Regions from separate parts of the Larimichthys crocea genome. Here region 1 is linked to region 2. Evidence: chromatin contacts called from public Hi-C data. All regions are on one chromosome and are shown on one strand. Each heading gives the region's core, a stretch centred on a gene start, on an enhancer-like site or on the middle of the called end of the contact. The rest is flanking DNA. Distances are from core to core; before and after follow the strand shown.

Region 1 (3,062 bases), core at 168-2,667, 240 kb before region 2:
AAAGGAGGCTTCATTTATCTTAACACCTTTAATCAACTAATTAAAAGAAATTAAAATAAGAAATCTTTGTTGGTTTTAATGGCGTGAAATGTTTGAACTGTAATGAAGATGGATGACCTCTGGGGTTCCACGCAGTCTAATTAAAAACACTAGAAACTAATGAAGCTGCTGCATGTCGGTGCGGCTGCTCCACCTGCCTGCTACATCCTCCTCCTCCTCAGTATCTCCCGACTCTGGTTCAGAGTGCGGGGCCGGGCACTGAGCGCTGATCTGGGACCTGTTGTTCACTGTGATCTCACACTGTGCGTAGCGTCTCTCCGCCGCATGATTGGCTTTACACATTTCTCCCTCTGCTTTTCAAACATCACTTGGAAGCTCGCTGTGTGACAGCACAGCCACATGGCGGGAAACGCCCCCCTCTTCTTTAACACACACACACCTCACATCCCAGCAGACCACAACCAGCTAACACATCGGTCTGACCGCAGAAATAACACGCGGTGTTCAGTCTCCAGGCCTCACTTCATGTTTTCAACCGAGCACGGCGGCCTGTAACGGCGGACACCGTCCGGACCGATGAATGACAGACAGCACCGAGACGGTTATCGATAAAGCGGGGTCATGAGAGGGCGTGTACACTCATGAATAATCGATATGAGAGCGGAAATATCCAAATTAAGTCGAGTGAGCGACAGAAATAAATGAACATATAGCGGCTAATGGTCCCACTGCGCCGTTAAGGGTAGAAACGGCGCAAACGTGTGCGGGGTTAGCTCTGTCCACCACCGCAGCATTTGACAGCTGAGCGCGCGAACGGCGCTAAAGTGCTGTGACACTTTGTGACGTGTTAACACACACCGTGTCGTCCCCCGGTCCACACACACTCACACACACACCAGCACCGTGCTTGTCCCAGTCAGCCGCAGCCTCCCCTCCCCTCCCACCGTCCGTCCTCATACAAACACACCGCGGCGCCATGATCTCTTTGTTTCCTCCGGGCCGAACCCGACCACACCGACACTTTCTACAGCCGCGTCCTGTCTCTCAGAGCCCCGGACACCGCTCCGTCCTTACCGGTACAGACTCCCTTCGTCACTCCCGGGCCTCCGGAGCTCCACTTTTATTCTGGCCGACACGTAAGAGCCCGCGTCAGGCTACACCTCCGCCGCGTCACCGGGAACAACAACACGGAGATTGGAGAAGGACGAGAGAGCAGATGGCGACGCTGGCCGAAAATTACCGACGTGCGGACGGAGAAGAGCGGAAAATACCGAGGAGGAGCGGATCCTCACGACACTGTCTTTGGCGCCTAAATCATTTGGCAACGTTTTACAATAAGCACTTTAATAATTCGCCTATAATAACAACATGAATCTGTTCCTTAACAACTACACACAGATAAATCACACATCTTTTTAATTTTTAGTGGAGTTTAGTTTTGAGTGGAGTTTGGCCTTAGAACACCAGAAATAGTCCATTATATGCAGTTGTTTATATTATTTTGTGTTATAAAATCCATATTTATTTCAGTTCATAAAGGATTAAAATATAATAAATAACTTTGTTAACACAAATATTCTCTAATGCATTAAAATGTACTACTTTAAAAATGTTAATTCAAATATTTAAAGCCTTTTTGTAAGGTTATGTTTGTTTAATACAGAGAGTAATTGGTCACATGACCAGAGTTTAGTTGAGTGGTAATTGTGGCATTGTGAGCGGGAGAGAGCATGGATGTAGAGAGAAGACCTGCTGCCCCATTGTAACGTTGATTCTGCATGTGGTCCAAGCAAGCAATAACCTTAGTAGCAGTAAAGTGAAGCCAAAGCAAAAGTGCCAAAAACTGCAGGACTGGCTGCAGAATGAGTCAGTGTCCATAAGTCCCCATGTTCAAATGTCCAGCTTCAGAGCAGAAATAAACATGTTTACAGCCTGGTACAAAAAACAGTTTTGGTCTCTATAGATAATTTCCCTGTTCATGACAACTGTACTGAGGGTGAATTTATATACAACTCACCTGTTCAAATGATATTAAGGCTTAAAGTTACGTGAATTAACAGTATGGCTGCTTTGATTGACAGGTAGGTGCCATTACAGGTGGCTTGATTGCACAACTAGTCATCATTCAGCCCGCCTCAGGTCTGCTGATGATCCATGTCTTTGCCCATTTTTAGATTAGCTTATTATTATTATTATTATTATTATTATTAGATTAGATTCTGAGCTTCAAAACAGCACTTTGGAAACCTACGGGTGACGTCACGCATACTCTGTTCATCCTTTATACTGTTATTGGGTCCAAGAGGCGCACACAGTAGTTGTATTTTAGTTGTGTATATTGTGTATGATGTAAAGGCTTATGTGTTGTAATATGTACAATGTAATACGTTTCAGTAATTTTATTTGATATCACTTTTCTGTCTGCCGACACTTGCTGGGGAGCTGTATATATGAAAATGTTTATATTTCTTTAAAGTTTTCATGGTGTCTGATAACCAGACAGACAGAGAGAGAGAGAAATAAAATATTAAGACATCTGTATGCTTCATGGCCATTATTTCATTAGACCAGTGTAGTTACAGCTTACAGGTTCTTCTTATAAAGGCTGGAGATGTTTGAGAGAATGAAGAACTTGCTCTTGATCTGTAGATTACAAGATAAATCATTTATCTGCAGGTGTATGCTTTGTATATTACAGCTTACACCTTTAAGATCCAGAACCTTCTTGCTGTCTGCAAATTACTGCGACACCATCTGGCTTGTGTACATCACTGTGACATGAACTAAGTGAACATGCTCTACACACACACACATCTTGCAACCGCATTCTTACACATGCATTTGTTTTCATGGAGTGACAAGCCAAAGTGTCTGCTGGGAGTTGTCACTGTGACCACCAGAGGGAAGCATAAGACCATTTTAATGCACAGACTGGCCACAAAACATAAAAATGTCTCTTTAAAGAGATACATATTTTATATTATATAATATTTTATTATTGACCACATAACCATATATAGTTGGGGCACAAAGCAGTTTAATGCTATTTTGCATTGAATTTT
Region 2 (3,164 bases), core at 167-2,666:
CCTTTCACGGCGTCGTCAGAAGCTTTTCTTGATAAAAATGTGCTTTGATTGCTGTGTCAGGTCGCTCAATAACACTTGGACTAGTAAATAACAGTGTAGACTCTCTCTATCTCACACCTGTGTGCATAGCTTTGACATTATTAGACTTTTTCTGGCTGAACCTGCTTTCTTTTATGAACACGGATGAGCTGAGCTTTGCAGCACAGAACCACAACACTCAAGGAATTTTTTGGGGGGGGCTCCTTTAGAACATTTCACACTTAAACTAAATTAATTAAATTTGCAACATTATTGTCCAAACATACAGAATTGTTAGTGCTGTGCACAAAGACCTACCTGAGAATCATGAAGTTGATCTAAAAATCTATTATTTATCACTTTCTTTAAGCTCAGTCGATCTTACTTACTTCAAAACTGTCTCCTCTCACCATGGAGAAAGGGATCTAGCGGCTTTCAGCATTTTTCTAAGCTCTGATATTCTGTTAGTTAACTCTGTAGTTATTTCAAACAACCAAGAAGATGCAATCTTTATCTCCAGGCTACGATTTGAATGAACTGGTTTATCTTTGAGTCTGAGCCCCTTTATGCTCTTGGATCTTGTGATGGGCTAGACTTTCTGAACTTTAATAATCTAGAAAATGACAACGCTCTGACTTGTTTGTTGCAGCTCCAATTCTCCAAGTCTTTAAGCAAAATGATCAGATTTGATCTAGAAACGAGGGTCACAGTCACTATCATAGCATCTCATTGTAATTAGGTCATATTGTTATTGTGATTACAGCACAGAATTTATGATGTTTATGTTTAAAATGTCAATTCTTTCAGCTGTTGGCCATTAATTATACTTTTACCAAAACTAACTCATGTTTGGTGTCCTGGACATGCTCCAGATGTTTAGGTATGTCTCTGATATTATCTAAATGAATTATTGATTATTTAAAGATGAAATATGCAGATTTTAAGCACTGAGAATCTGAAAAGGAAATATTATATATAAATAAATAAAAAAAATTATTTATTTATTTATTTATATTTTACATGAATATGAAAACACTGCCCACCTTGGTCCTGCACGTATCGGATGATGTTCCCGCGAACTCCGTACTCGGACACCGTGCAGGGGTCGCTCTCCTGGGCCTGCATGTTCTCTGACCTCCGGAACATCCTCCAGAGCGCGGAGGGGACGCGGCGCCGGGGCTGGTGGCTGGGACGCGGCGGCCCGGAGAGCCCCAGAGAGCTGAGGAAGAGCCGCTCCTGAGTCTTCATCTCGTCCACATGTGAGAGGGCACACACTCCGAGGAAACACACCGCTAACACCGCCAGGAGAGTCCCGTGTGGCCTCCTCATGCTCCTCATGTTTGGTTGCTCCCACAGAGCAGAGGCGTTTGTTTTAACCTGTAAGACCTCCCGCTGTGCAGGTGCTTCATTATGTTAATGAGGAGCAAGCAGACAGACAGATAAGGTGAGAGGGGCGGGGAGACAGAGAGACGGGTCTCAGATCAGCTCCACAGAAATCATTAAACAAATGAATCAAAGACCCCAAACACAAAAAGTTCTGCGGTGATCCAGTTCTAACACTGTGGAACACCATTAAAGTTGTTGGTGCTCAAAACAACAAATATTACTATTAAAAATATAAAATATAAATGCTTTTGACATCTAGATGAATTATTTTGAACTTTGAGTTACTCTTTGTCTCACCTCTCTGACCCATCCAAATACAGAAATTAGAAACTGAAACCACTTTGTGAAGAATAAAAAAAGAAAATAAGACTGTCTCCCTCTGTAGCTATCAAATCAATAAATAAAATAATTAGTCTTTCACGTCTGCCATCCGCAACCAAACTACAGTGTAGCTGGAAATAACAAAGAAGACAGCAGCTTGTGACGGACGCTTGACTTCAACCAAAGATCCTGTTCAGAGGATGTCAGAGGCAGTAAGAAAAAGCAAAAAAATAGATGTCATATCATTTATCTTGGAACCCCTCAGAGGGCCTGACCCTCATCTGCTGGGAGAAACACATTTTAGTATCTCAGCTCAGTCTCTGCAGAGTTGATCAGAGTTGTCTTCATAACAACTAAAAGAGTTAGTTTTTAAGCCTGAATCCTTCTCATACCACACAACACTAACACTGCACATGGAAAGTTTATAGTTTAGCTGAACGTGAACTTGAAGCTCCAGACATGACACACCTTTGGGACGAACTGGAGGTCTGACAGAGCCAGATCAGTCTTAGAAAGCTCTTGTTGAATGATCAGATGTGTGAGGAGACATCCAAACAGCACACAGGAAGTCAGTTCCAATGATTTTTTAATATAGTTGGCAATCAAAGATGATTTTGATTTGACTCAGTATTTACAGATCAGTATGTACAGTGGTCAAAGAGGAGCAGGAGGCTGTAGTTACACTGTGTGTGTGTGCGCCGGGGGAGGGAGGAAGGAGAGCAGAAGAACATTCATCCTTTCAAATAAACGAATGAAGAAATATTTCATTCATCTATTCAACACCTGTCGGTATGTGTGCATAGCTCGGACACGGATTTTGGCGACGCACACACACCCCAATCAAACACACACACACACACACTCAGACAGAATAAATATACACACACTGTATATGAACAATCCACTGATAGGTAAGACAATAGATAGACAATAATGTGCACTGGTTGATCCTTGTTTAAAAGTCTCACCTGATCTCACACACTCACACACTCTCTCACACACACACACACTCACACATACACAGAACTACAGATACACACCGCTACTCTGAGCCTCTCACGTCTTTAATGCTTTTAGATTTGAAGATTTTGTGCTGATGTTTGCGTCCGAGTCAGACACACAAGTCGCTGTTTTAGTTTCACAAGAGTCACCACATGTACTCAGAATCAAACTTGTTTCTGTCCCAATGGAGCAAAAACTGTTTTTAGATCTTCCAGTTCCAAATAAAACCTGACAACAGGATATCGATTGTGAATTTTGGAGAATTATCAGAAAAACAAACAATCAAATCAGTGTTGGATCTAGTGTTCTTATCGTATCTTAACAAGTTTAAACTTGTACTAGCAGTGTCAGTTTAAAAGTGACAGAATTTTCTTTTTTTTGGAATCTTTTCACATGATGATGTTACAACTGTCCAGATGCTGGACATCTATAGACTT

What was found. Hi-C and Micro-C count contacts between places; a contact is called where the count stands out from the background.
Region 1: a Hi-C map of muscle shows a contact between it and region 2, with 10 times the contacts expected there. The contact joins the promoter of creb1b here to the promoter of gdf3 in region 2. A contact is called at or near these places in 5 of 7 Hi-C or Micro-C datasets (all in muscle).

The regions. Positions count from the first base shown.
Region 1 is chrI:24,204,820-24,207,881 of L_crocea_2.0, reverse strand. creb1b (cAMP responsive element binding protein 1b) reads right to left here and starts at 1,417. Exons shown (of 7, transcript XM_027284642.1): 1 at 1,075-1,417.
Region 2 is chrI:23,961,458-23,964,621 of L_crocea_2.0, reverse strand. It overlaps gdf3 (growth differentiation factor 3), which reads right to left and starts at 1,416. Exons shown (of 2, transcript XM_019263909.2): 1 at 1,062-1,416. The coding sequence starts at 1,356. trappc10 (trafficking protein particle complex subunit 10) reads right to left here. Exons shown (of 23, transcript XM_019263917.2): 23 at 2,294-3,164.